Regions from separate parts of the Drosophila melanogaster genome. Here region 2 is linked to region 1. A link is a contact called in public HiChIP or PLAC-seq data. All regions are on one chromosome and are shown on one strand. The core of a region is the stretch at or near the end of the contact, and the rest is flanking DNA. Distances in the headings are between cores, read along the strand shown.

Evidence for each region. HiChIP or PLAC-seq counts read pairs in DNA pulled down with a chosen protein or histone mark.
Region 2: an H3K27ac HiChIP or PLAC-seq map of the Kc167 cell line shows a contact between it and region 1, with 4 times the contacts expected there. The contact joins the promoter of stas here to the promoter of CG8611 in region 1. A contact is called at or near these places in 6 of 107 Hi-C or Micro-C datasets (the Kc167 cell line, the S2 cell line, cellular blastoderm embryo and 2 more) and 1 of 6 datasets of contacts at active chromatin or transcription factors (the Kc167 cell line).

Annotation. Positions count from the first base shown.
Region 1 is chrX:17,418,973-17,424,806 of dm6, reverse strand. It overlaps CG8611, which reads left to right and starts at 2,662. Exons shown (of 5, transcript NM_176749.2): 1 at 2,662-2,824; 2 at 2,884-4,871; 3 at 4,932-5,359. The coding sequence starts at 2,765. CG12994 reads left to right here. Exons shown (of 3, transcript NM_144231.2): 2 at 1,443-1,735; 3 at 1,803-2,487. The coding sequence starts at 1,681. The coding sequence ends at 1,951. It overlaps CG46464, which reads left to right. Exons shown (of 3, transcript NM_001382168.1): 2 at 1,443-1,735; 3 at 1,803-2,487. The coding sequence starts at 2,009. The coding sequence ends at 2,164. It overlaps ENGase (Endo-beta-N-acetylglucosaminidase), which reads right to left and starts at 1,216. Exons shown (of 4, transcript NM_132987.2): 1 at 951-1,216. The coding sequence starts at 1,182.
Region 2 is chrX:17,624,361-17,630,194 of dm6, reverse strand. stas (Stasimon) reads left to right here and starts at 2,300. Exons shown (of 4, transcript NM_132997.3): 1 at 2,300-2,766; 2 at 2,955-3,255; 3 at 4,537-4,665. The coding sequence starts at 2,745. It overlaps CG8326, which reads left to right and starts at 703. Exons shown (of 2, transcript NM_132998.2): 1 at 703-854; 2 at 924-2,031. The coding sequence starts at 772. The coding sequence ends at 1,839. It overlaps corolla (corolla,), which reads left to right. Exons shown (of 4, transcript NM_132999.3): 4 at 1-404. The coding sequence ends at 133.

The DNA of each region.
Region 1 (5,834 bases), core at 1,413-3,912:
ATAGTATGCCGTTTTTTGGACATGAATTATTCAAGTCGAAAGCCGAGTTAAAGCCACTTCACTAACGGGTTTTCGGTTTGGGCCTGGTCAAAAGCGACCTTCGCACTCATTTCGATTGCAGTTGCAGTTTCTGAATGTGCAGCATGGAAACGGAAGGATGCGCTGCTTCCTGTTGTGTTTGCTGCTGCACTGCGAGAAAATTTAGCCAGTTAGAGGTTTCTTTCAAATGAACCATGGCCACAAGGGCTCATTTCGGTGCGCAGTGCTGTTGTTTTACACCTTGAATTTATTTCTAAGGCTTATGGATGCGGTGCAATTCGTTTTTCTCAGTGTGCTTGGGCGAAACTTTTTGCAACTGCAGCAGATATGGCAGGGAAAAGGACGACAGGCGTGACGTTTTCAAGCAATTTGTGCCTGGGCGTTACTTTAATCTATCACGGATGCCAGGATATGGATTCTGGCCAGGAACAATCCCTGCATACGAAATGATCCAAAAGTCTATTACTATCCTTGGTCAGATAAAAGGGACACGCTTAAAGGATTCATGATGAACAAAGAGTGCTATTGCTTATGTTCGTTCAACTTTAAAGCGAATGATAACTTCGGTAATCTTAGCAAATTTTCTAGTTTTACTGATCTCTAAATCTCTAAAGTACACTATTTATAGAATGACATCTATGTACATACCAAGAAAACGTATTTAACAAACAGAAACATTATCACTACTCAAATTATAGAATGAGTAATAGAGAGCTTTAAAGATAAGGTTGTTATTATGAACTAACAAAAACCCATGTCGCTTACTCTATTCAATTTTTTTTTTACTACTTTAAAAGTAGTAAATAATAGTTGAATATATTTATTTCAATAAAATGAAAGTTCACTTTTCCCTAAAAAACAAATAGTGCAATAGAGACTGATATATGTGTCAGAGAAAGAGATGGACTTACAGCATCTACAGGTGTTCTTGTCTTGGCACTTTTCGCGTTGCACTGTCTCTTTCTCGCATGCTACCTCCTTAAGCTCACCCCCTCCCTCTTCAGTTCTCTTCTTCTTCACGGGAACAACTTCTTCTTCTTCTTCGGTGGTAATGCCGGTGATTTTGTCATTTTCGCTCGCTTTATCATTGTTTTCCATCACTTTGCTGATGCTTGCCAGTTCCTTAGACTCCAAACTATCCATCTTACAATTTCCAACAATTAATTTTGACCTGAAACTCCACAAATAAGCAACAATCAAATCGTCGAAAACTAATATGTTTATTTACTTAAAAACAGCTGACAGCAGTGCTCTTTCTCTTTCTCAGCAGTGATGTAAAACGGGCAGAGCAGTGCTGCAAAACACTACAGCCCGCGCAAATTTGAATGGCACTCAAAACGCGACAAAATATCAACTTCAGCAATGATTTTACTCTAATTTTGTTTTCTCTTCGCTAATTTCAGGTCCTGCTGGCGCCACCGAAAGACCTTGAGAAGCGAAGAGTGCGCCTGCACACATAAATTCCAATTAAACAAGGGCAAAGAAATTGAAGAACAGAAGGAGAAACCCAATAAAATATCCCAACCAGCTGCAATAGCAACAAATAGCCCGTTGAAACTTTGCTGGCCAGCGAGCCAAGTAGCCAAACATAAATAAAGGGCGCGCACATTTATTTATTACTTGACCCGAACTTTTCGCAAAATGCCAGCGGGTCGAGTGGCTGGCAAGGCCGGCTACTCCAATCACTACTACAATGGTGGGTTCTGTATGTGGATTATTCCCCTAACATTGATTTATTGTATGTTATGTTATGTTTTCTCCAGGACGCTCCTATGTGGGCATCAACGAGGAGATCATGTGGGTAAGCATCGGCATGGGCGTGACCATAGTGCTCCTGATCACGATCGCCTTGTGCTACATTGCGCGCGAGAAGTGCCAGAAGAGGCAGCGGGAGTACTACGTGACCGCATAGTTGTTGTACGCGGCCTGCCAAACGACGGAGCAGCAGGGGCATACCCGGGATGAGGTCATGGGCATGGAGGAGGGAGCTGGCAAATCGCAGAGCGCTGTCGGGGTTCCTGAGGCCAGTCCCGGGGGAGTATCACCATCGCCAGCAGGATCACAGGCAGCCGTCACCGTCATGCATTGGTCTGTGGTCGACATCTGTGCCCGCAGCTGGGGCTGACATGCCCACATGGATGTGAAAAACGAAGGAGAGCAGACACCCACGTATGTAAACCACCAGGGCCACCCAGCCGCCAGACCACAGAACCACCAGCCCATTCCACCCAGCACCACCCACCAAAAACCACAATTACTACGGAACCCCATGCGCTTCGCTGCCCAAGGCAGTTGAATGCGTGAAACTATTTTTTTTTTTTTTTGTTGGTCGTCGTCAAATGTCGCGTGCGAAACTCGTTGTAAGCATATTATATTTAGAGAAAGTTACTTTAAAATACAAACATGTTACTGAATTTGCCAAATACGAAATATATTAATATACAATATTAAATATAACGGGCTCTTGTGTTTTGCCAAATTCAACTAAAGATGTTTAAACGATATATTGTGCAATTTGAATTTAGCGCTTATGCTTCTTTTTTTCCTCATCTGGCAGCGCTATGTGCTTTTCTATGGGTAGCACTGGCGCGCTAACAGATGTAACCATACCTTTTCGCTGTGAGTGGCAAACGAAGAAGAAGAGCCACGCACGTTTTATTCAATTCGTTATTATTTACAAAAGTTTCGCGATTCTTCTTTGGTTGCGAGCATCAATTGTGCCAAAATGGTGGAAAATATATCACTGAATGTTACTGTAAAGTCGTCGGCTCGGAAAAATCAACAGGTTAGTGGCTATGTCTATGTTATTCAAGTGGTGTTTATATATTGTATATTTGATTTCAGCAGTCGCCCGCGCTTTCGGTTAAAAAACGTGCACAGAAATCCCAGGATTTCGACTTTCAATTCAATGTGGACAAGCCCAAAGTCAAGGCAATCGTTGTGCGAAGAAGGGCGCCTCCTTCGAAAGTTGAACCTACAAATTCATCAGTTCCCAATACCACGAAATCGCCGACGCCTTCAGTTTCCTCCAGCAAATCCGCAATTTCCACTCTTTCAGCATCCCCCAAAGCAAATGCATCCAACGATGATCTTATGTTCAATGTTAGCCCAACGAAACCACCTGTTAAGAGCGTTTTAGGCGACGATTTCATGCTAAATGTGACCACAAAGCCGGTGGTTGCCCAGAAAGCCAAGCCAAAAATCACACGAGCCGAAAGATTGGGCAAGAAACAGAGGCAGGGCAAGCCACTGACGAAGCTCAGCGAAGAGCAGATCACGCGGGCGCTGAAGAGCAACAAAAAGCCAAAAAATCCAAATCAATTACCCACGCCCGGTGACCTTTTCCGCGCTCAACTGGAGGAGGAGAGGCGGCAAAAGCGTCGTGAAGAGGGAGGAGGGGATCAGGAAGCCAGCGCCGATGAGGAGGATGCGAAGAACAACTCAGGAGGGGGATCTCCGAGGGTAAAACCGAGTTCAGCCGTTAAGGAGTCCAAAAAGTCATCAGATATTGAGGATTCCGGCGAATCCGGCGAAGAATCTGCAACATCCGATGAGGAACCAGATGAATCCAGTGCACAATCTCCTGGACAAGAAAAGGAACCCAAACAAACCGCGAAGAAACCACCGAAAGCCGAGGAAACCTCGTCCACAAACCGTTTTCGCACCAAGAAGATCGGCCTCTTCGACCAAAGCGACGTGGAGGCACTCAAGCAACTGGGCCAAAGAGCGGTGAAGCCCGTCAAGGAGACCATCTTTACAGGCTCTAAAATATCCACGTTGGGACTGCATCCTCATGCTGTAAAGAACTTGGAGGATCTGCTTAGCATTCGAGAGCTAACTAGCGTGCAGCAGAAGACCATTCCCGAAGTTCTCCAGGGCAAGGATGTGCTCGTACGTTCGCAGACGGGCTCGGGAAAGACCCTGGCATATGCTCTACCCTTGGTGGAACTGTTGCAGAAACAGCAGCCACGGATACAGCGAAAGGATGGCGTGCTGGCCCTGGTGATTGTACCCACCAGGGAGCTGGTGATGCAGACATACGAACTCATCCAGAAGCTGGTCAAGCCGTACACATGGATAGTGCCCGGTTCTTTGCTGGGTGGCGAGAGCAGGAAAAGCGAAAAGGCCAGGCTAAGAAAGGGCATCAACATACTGATAGGCACACCTGGTCGTCTGGTGGATCACCTGCTGCACACGGCCTCCTTCAAGCTGACCAAACTGCAGTTCCTCATACTGGACGAAGCAGATCGCCTGCTGGAGCTGGGCTACGAACGCGATGTCAAGCAGTTGGTGGAGGCCATTGACAAGCAGCGTGCGGAGTGCGAGGACAAGGAGCTTCCCCAGCTGCAAAGGATGCTGCTGAGTGCCACTTTGACTTCGCAGGTCCAACAGCTGGCCGGTTTGACCCTCAAGAATCCCCTGTACATAGACAACAGCGACGAGGCGGCGAGTGCGGCGCTGAAGAGCAAGGATGGCTACCAAAAGGAGACCATAGAAGCCTTGCTAGAGGTGGACGACGGACTGGGCGAGTACCAGGAGGATGTGACGGGTGTGCTGAGTATTCCCGAGAACCTGCAGCTCAGCTATGTGGTGGTGCCGCCAAAACTACGTCTGGTGGCACTGTCTTCGCTGCTGGCCAAGGAAGTGGACGCCAGTCCCAAGCAGTTCAAGGCGATTGTGTTCATGAGCACCACGGAGATGGTGAACTTCCATCACGACATGCTCAACGAGGCGTTGACCAGGCGAGTTCTCGACGAGGAGGACGAGCAGGAGAAAGGTGATTCGGATGACGACGGCGACATACCTTTACTGCAGGGTCTGCGCTTCTTCAAGTGAGTTGCTTTGATGTTTTGTAATGAATTGCACCTCCTAAGTGCTTGTTTCTTCCACAGACTACATGGCTCCATGACGCAGACGGAACGGCAGGGCGTTTTTCGTGGCTTCCGCGATTGCGCCAGCTGCGTCCTGCTGGCCACCGATGTGGTGGGTCGTGGCATCGATGTTCCCGACATAAAACTGGTGGTGCAGTACACGCCGCCGCAAACCACCGCCGATTTTGTTCACCGCGTGGGTCGAACGGCTCGAGCGGGCCGAAAGGGCAGAGCCGTGCTCTTCCTGACGCCCAGCGAGGCCCAGTTCGTGCGGCATCTGGAGAAGAAGCGCATCCGCATCCAGCAGGGCGACATGTACGCCTACCTGCAGACCCTGCTGCCCAAGGACGATGAGGCCAGGACGGTGCAGGAGGCGGCCTCCAATCTGCAGCACAAGTTCCAGACGCTGCTCGAGGATGATCGCGAACTACACGACAAGTCCTGCAAAGGTAGGTTCCTCTATTACGGCTGCACTCCTGCTATAATACGTCTTTCACTTGAATTGCTTTTGAAAGCTGTGCATTTCTAATGTATCTGAGTATAGAATGTTTATCTTTTGAGTCGCTTTAACTGATTTTCCCTTCGTTAATGCTGACTGCAATCAATACCAATTAATCGTACCATTACCACAAGCAGGCTGTCGGATTTTTCGTATTCAGAATATACGGAGAACCCCTACGTATCCTGTGGCATTGGACGAGTTCCCATGGCACTTACTTTTCCAATTGCCCCAACTCCGATATCCCTGGACAAACTAGCAATTTAATCCTTTCACCAAAGAACATTAACTTTGTAATTACGATTTTTTACAACACTCGGGTGGCTGAATACAAAAAAGGCACCAAGACAAACACACAAACTCTCGGCTATTTTTCCAATTATAAGTTGGAAGCCCGGGCCACGCCCCCGCTCTTTTGACCGCCC
Region 2 (5,834 bases), core at 1,051-3,550, 210 kb before region 1:
CACATTCAACAACTTTGATGATCAATCACTTCGATTCAGCTCGCCCCACAACAATTTTGACGATGATTACCTGCTGAACTTCAGCGATGATAATGATGTTACACCTACTGCCGCCTCGGCGTACATACTTTAAATTGTTAACGTATTTTGGTCAAAAATTAATGTATGTTCTTTATAAGAACGGACAATTAATTAATATCCAGATACTTATTCATTCATTGCCATTTGCAATCAAAAAAAATTTCACTTCAGCTAAATTATTTGTAGCTTTATAATGAAATTAATTTGCGTACATAATATGCATATGTACATTTAAATCATACGTATTCAGTTCGAAAGTGCCGTTTCAGACTTATTCTTCATTTTGTCGTTGCTTATAAACTAATAAAACAATAAATTAAGACAAATTCGTGACTTTAAATATTTAATTTTACTGCAAACAGTAAATTTTACCACTTGCAATAAAATACTTTTCTCATTACAGCATATAAATCTTTATTAAAAATGTATATTATAAAATAGGGGAATATGAAGACTACTTAATACAATACATAGTGTAAAATACATTTATATATTTAATCTAATATATATTTAACTTTAATATTTCATTTGTAATTCTGGGCGCCAATGGTTTGAGTCCAAGCTTTAATCGATTTGGTATATTTATGGTTTGTTTTGGTATTTGTCAGCATGCATCGCGCTTAGTATTTTAACCCATGCTGTCGATACCACGAGTTTGTTTTACAAAAATTGAACCAAAACCCAAAATAAATGGCTCGGAAACGAAAGATTCCCGTGCGCAAGCACCACGGCGTCCGTGATCCCCTCAAGCAGCTGGAACAGAAGGAGAAGAAGTTTGTTCATAGTGGCAAGTCAGTCGAAAAAGGCAGCTAAACTAATATCTGCACCATTTCACATTTCAGACTTTCCAAAGTAACGAACAATCCGCCTGTGAAAAAGGATGAGCAGCAGGTGTCCTTTAAGTTCCGTCAGTTTCAGCAGCTTGCCAACGCCACCAAATCGGGCAAGAAGCTAAGATTGGGCGAAATTGGACGGGAGGATAAGCCCAAATCCTCTCCAGGATCCAAGCCTGGCAGTAGTTCCTCCTCAAAGGAAACGCGTAACATCAAGCAGTTCGCCAACGAAACGGACGAGGATTATCTGCGCCGAGTGAATCGCATGACCAATGCATCCGTACGGGAAGCCCACTACGAGGCCAAGTATGGTGTGAACGTGATCAGAAACCCCAAAACCGGGGAGATTACTGTCCAAAAGAGGCCGAAAAACGAGATCGACGAGCTGCTCAAGCAGAAGCAAAAGGAGCAACGGCTGGCGGGCAAAAGGGGTCGCAAAAAGGTTCAAGTCGTACACAAGCCCATGGATGCGAAGACCAGTCGCGAATTGGTGAAGAGGGCCTACAAGGAGGCCCAGCAAGAGGTTGATACCGAGGAGAAGCAGAATGCCGGGCCAACAGAATTCAAACAGGATGCTGTGGCATTTGGTGAGATCGTCCATGCCCCACCTTCCCTCAAAATCCTGCCGCGCAAAGCGGAAAAAAGTGAAACCGTGCCGCGTCCAGGACGCAAAGCCAATCTCCTTCTAAAGTCCATGCTGAATCCCGACCAGGGTCAGTCAAATCGTGGGCCGGAGGACGACGACAGCAGTCGACTAAAGCTGGCTGCCCAATCTAAGAGCGCCTTCAAAGCACCCACCAAGGCCCAGATGAAGGGCAAGCGGAAAGATCTGCCCTTGGCTACGAGGTCAATGCTTGAAACCGAGCGCAGCAAAATGGTTCAGCTATACCGTCAGCTCAAAAACAAGACAACAGCAGATTCCTAACAGATTCTAGACTAGATACCAACGTACTTTTTTTTTTACATGAAAACAAGTTAACCTAATCCCTTAAGTTTCGTGAATGCGTTTGCTACCCACTGAAGGTCGTAGTTTCATTATAGAATGTTAAATATATTGATGAGATTTTTATTAAATCTATTTTCATACAAAATAAAAAGTGCACTGTTTAATTCCACTATTTCTATCAGTATTTCATGGAGGTGGTAATTAATATGGAGTCTTTTGGCAAAAAGAAAAAGGGCACTATTATGTTGATATTTATAGATACAAAAAAAGTACTTCACTTGCTTATGCAGACACTCACATTTTTTTATTTACGTATAACATTAAAAAATATAAATAAAATTTAGAGAAACTAAAAAGTGGCGCTAAATATGACAGTATGACCAGATTTTATTAGAAACCCACGTTCAGTTTTGTGCGGTAGCTGTGTACACGCTTGGACTTAATCAACACTGCGCCTTCGGCCACACTGGTCGTGACGGAAATTTCTGAAATTAATTTATTTTAAATTGACTTTTAAGCGTGATCGTTCGCCGAAAAAGTCGGCTAAAGTGAAAAGCAATAGAAAAAATTTAAAAAAATTGCTATTAGCGCAGTAGTCAACTACAATTACTCTAGTTAACGCAGTTTTAGCCAACTTCCTATTTTTTTTATATTGATTAAATTCATTGTTGTAGACACACGCACATACACATACGCATAGGCACGCGGATAGAGAGAAGAACAACAAATTGTGACTGGCGCGCAAATAGGCACACAAATAGCATTAACAATTGATAAATAGCCTAGACGCTAAATGAGTCAATCGTGAATTAAAATCGGATATAGAAGGCTTATTAAATTTTCCTTCTTCAACTCGGGCTTACGTACATCGTGTCAAAGCCACAATGTCTTACTGCAGTGGTGTGGGTGAGTGTGCTGTTTTAGTTGTTTTTACTTATCAGCTGAGCGAAGGAACGGTGATTAACCCGCAGCTAGTGCGCAGCCCGTGAAGCCAAAAACGACTATTAACCCTTAGTCCGTGCATTCTGTTCACCACCACCACTTCTGCTTTGGAATGCATATTACATCTGCATGTCTCTGTTTTTTTTTTCTAGCCATTTCCGCTGACGAGGGGATTACAATGCGCAATGGCAGGGCAAAGGCGCTCCAGGAACACTCCCCGGATCAGGTGGCTACTCCACTGTTGCCACAGGTGCCGCCACAGGAGCAACAAGATCTTAATCCACAGCAACAACAGCAGCAGCAGCAACAACAACAGGCCACTCCGCAAAAGCAGGCCATGTCCGCAGACGAGAAGAAGGCCACCAAGAAGTCCCTGGTCATCGTAGCGGGCATTTTTGTGGCCAGCTTGGTCACCATGTGCTATGTGTACGCCATATTCCCCGAGCTCAACGCGTAAGTGGGTCTTTCTGGTGCTAAAGCGCCACAAATGTGTGTCCCCTGCGCATTCGTGCACCTGTAAGGTGTTAAGTGGCCTCCATGTGTGTGTGTGTGTATGCTTAGCTTGTCTCGCTTGATTTGCGAGCAGAGATGTCGACCAATGATCCGCTTAAAATAGCTAGGCTACATCCAACTATGATTAGATATGCTAGGTAGTCATTTACCTAATGCTAGTTATCTCCATTTCGCTTCTAAAACAATATTTTATGTTTAAATATCATAGATATTACATTTGTAGGATGTAAAACTCTTATTGCAAATACTTATTATTGGCTAGATCAGACATAACTATTTGTATGTAGTGAGAAAAGGGCCATTTAATTGTCCAAATATTTACTATAACAGCCATGTTAAATAAGTAACTTAACTCAAATGTCACGCTTTGCATAAGAAAAACTTTCTGCACACGATTATTATTATCTTTAAACTTTACCTAAAGCGGATTGTTATTTGATAGTCTGGTTCTGTGAGTGAGTAAACTTATTTTGTTTAAAGTTCAAGACGTTTGTGTACATATACTTCTATCAATTTGAATTCATCAGAATTTGATTTGCATGGAATCAGCAAGTCAGAGAACAATCTTTGTTTTTTTTTTGTCAAATTTGATCAGCAAACGTAACGTGTTGAAAACTATAAGTGCAGATCCCTCTAATCTTTTTCAAAGTCCCTTGGCAGACCCATTATTCTTATTGATAATGCTGTGAAATTTTACTTATCTATTTTGTTGTTCTTTTTTGTGTTCGTGCCTTTTCACTGCATTGGCATACAGTGATTATAAAGTAATTGAAATAGTAACCAAATCATGATACCTTTTACGGCATTATAAAAACACTTATCTGTATATCGTGAGTTTGCTTCCATTTAAGAGGCGTTTTTGGGCAGTAAAGATAGGAACTATTTACAAAGAGTTATTAAAGTATAGTATTCAATAAATAACAATGGTTTTCTATTTAGATAGTTAATCAAATAGTAATATTATATACCAGTCCCTAGCAACCAAACTTATCTAAATTTGTAAATTAAGAAATATTTCAATTAAGCTCCAGTTGAGTAGCCAGATTTGACTGGAAAATGGCTGAAATTACAGAGCTATCTGGCGAGAGGGTTTACTCGCACACACACACACACACACATCGAGTCACGCCACCGATATATGAAGTATTTGTATATATATACATATATACATAGACTGTGTTTACACCTCGTCTCGGTTTTGTTCTTGCCCAACTTCTGCAGGTCGGAGAAACAACACTTGAAAATTCCGCGTGATATCCAAGATGCTAAGATGCTAGCCAAGGTCCTTGATCGCTACAAGGACATGTACTACTTCGAAGTGATGTTTGGCGTCGTGGTCGCCTACGTATTGTATCCTTTTACCAAATCCAAAAGTACAAATCCAAAGTACGAAAAATGGCATGAAAAGTCGGTCGCCGACTGATTAGATAATAAAAGAGTTCTATCGTTCGGCGGTGACCTTGACCCGATTACCAAAAATGAAGACCCCGCCACTACAAACTATTCACGGTCAGTCGGGCGTTTGTGTGTGTTTCCACCTTAATTAATTCACGATCACCGTTTGAAGCGCATAGTGTGCATATTAAATACGTGGGTAGCACGGGGAAGTGCGAGTGAGATAGCTGTAGGAAGCAGGGGAGCCGCTGAGGTTGCCTTCTTGCTCTTACTTACTACTTGCACTCTCTGGGGTGGACCGTATTTCTTTGGATTTTCCTCACACGCTAGCATTTCGTGTTACTAGAATTCAATGCAAACAAAAAAATAAACCCACAATGCTCAAAACTGGTTCTTCACTGTGCGTATGAGTAATAAAATAACGTATACGCAATGTTAACTGTGTTGCTATTAGTTTATTTAGAAAATGTTTTGCTAACCCAACTGGGTTTAAGATATTTTAAAATGATTAGTTTTTATCGGTGCGTGTCAAGTTTATCGTTTTAATAAGGTCCACTCCAGTGCACGCAGCATGTGCTACCTAAAAATCGACTTTGGTCGTTTATATGACGCATTCTTTGTATTTGTTGCTGTTTTCGTCGCGAAAATCAGCTGAGCTGGACATTATTTTGTTGTCGTCAGTGTTTTGATTTTTTGTATTTTGTTTATTGCTCTTCTTCTTCCGCACTCAAGTGCGTTTTTAGCAGGAATAAACAAAAAAATAAAGAGGCAACCTAGAAGCGAAATCAAAAGCTAAAGCACATACGTAACTTTATAGCCTTGCGCCAGTGTGTTAGTGAGCATTTTTTATTGGCCCGTGCATTTGTTATCGGGCATTTGTTGAATACGTGGTCCGATGCCAGATGGAACGAGACTGTGGGGGATTCTCGGACGATGGGGGTGTCATTGTCAACTCTTTGCGTCTATAAATACCCGCCCACAGACGTTCGAGCACGCGTCCAACTAGTCGTACGATCTGTCTTTAATCCCAAGCACAGTGGTTCCAAGAAAGAACGTATTTTGCTAGCCAATGTGACATGACATGTTTTTAGCCAAAAAATAAACAAAGAATACTGGCAATCTCC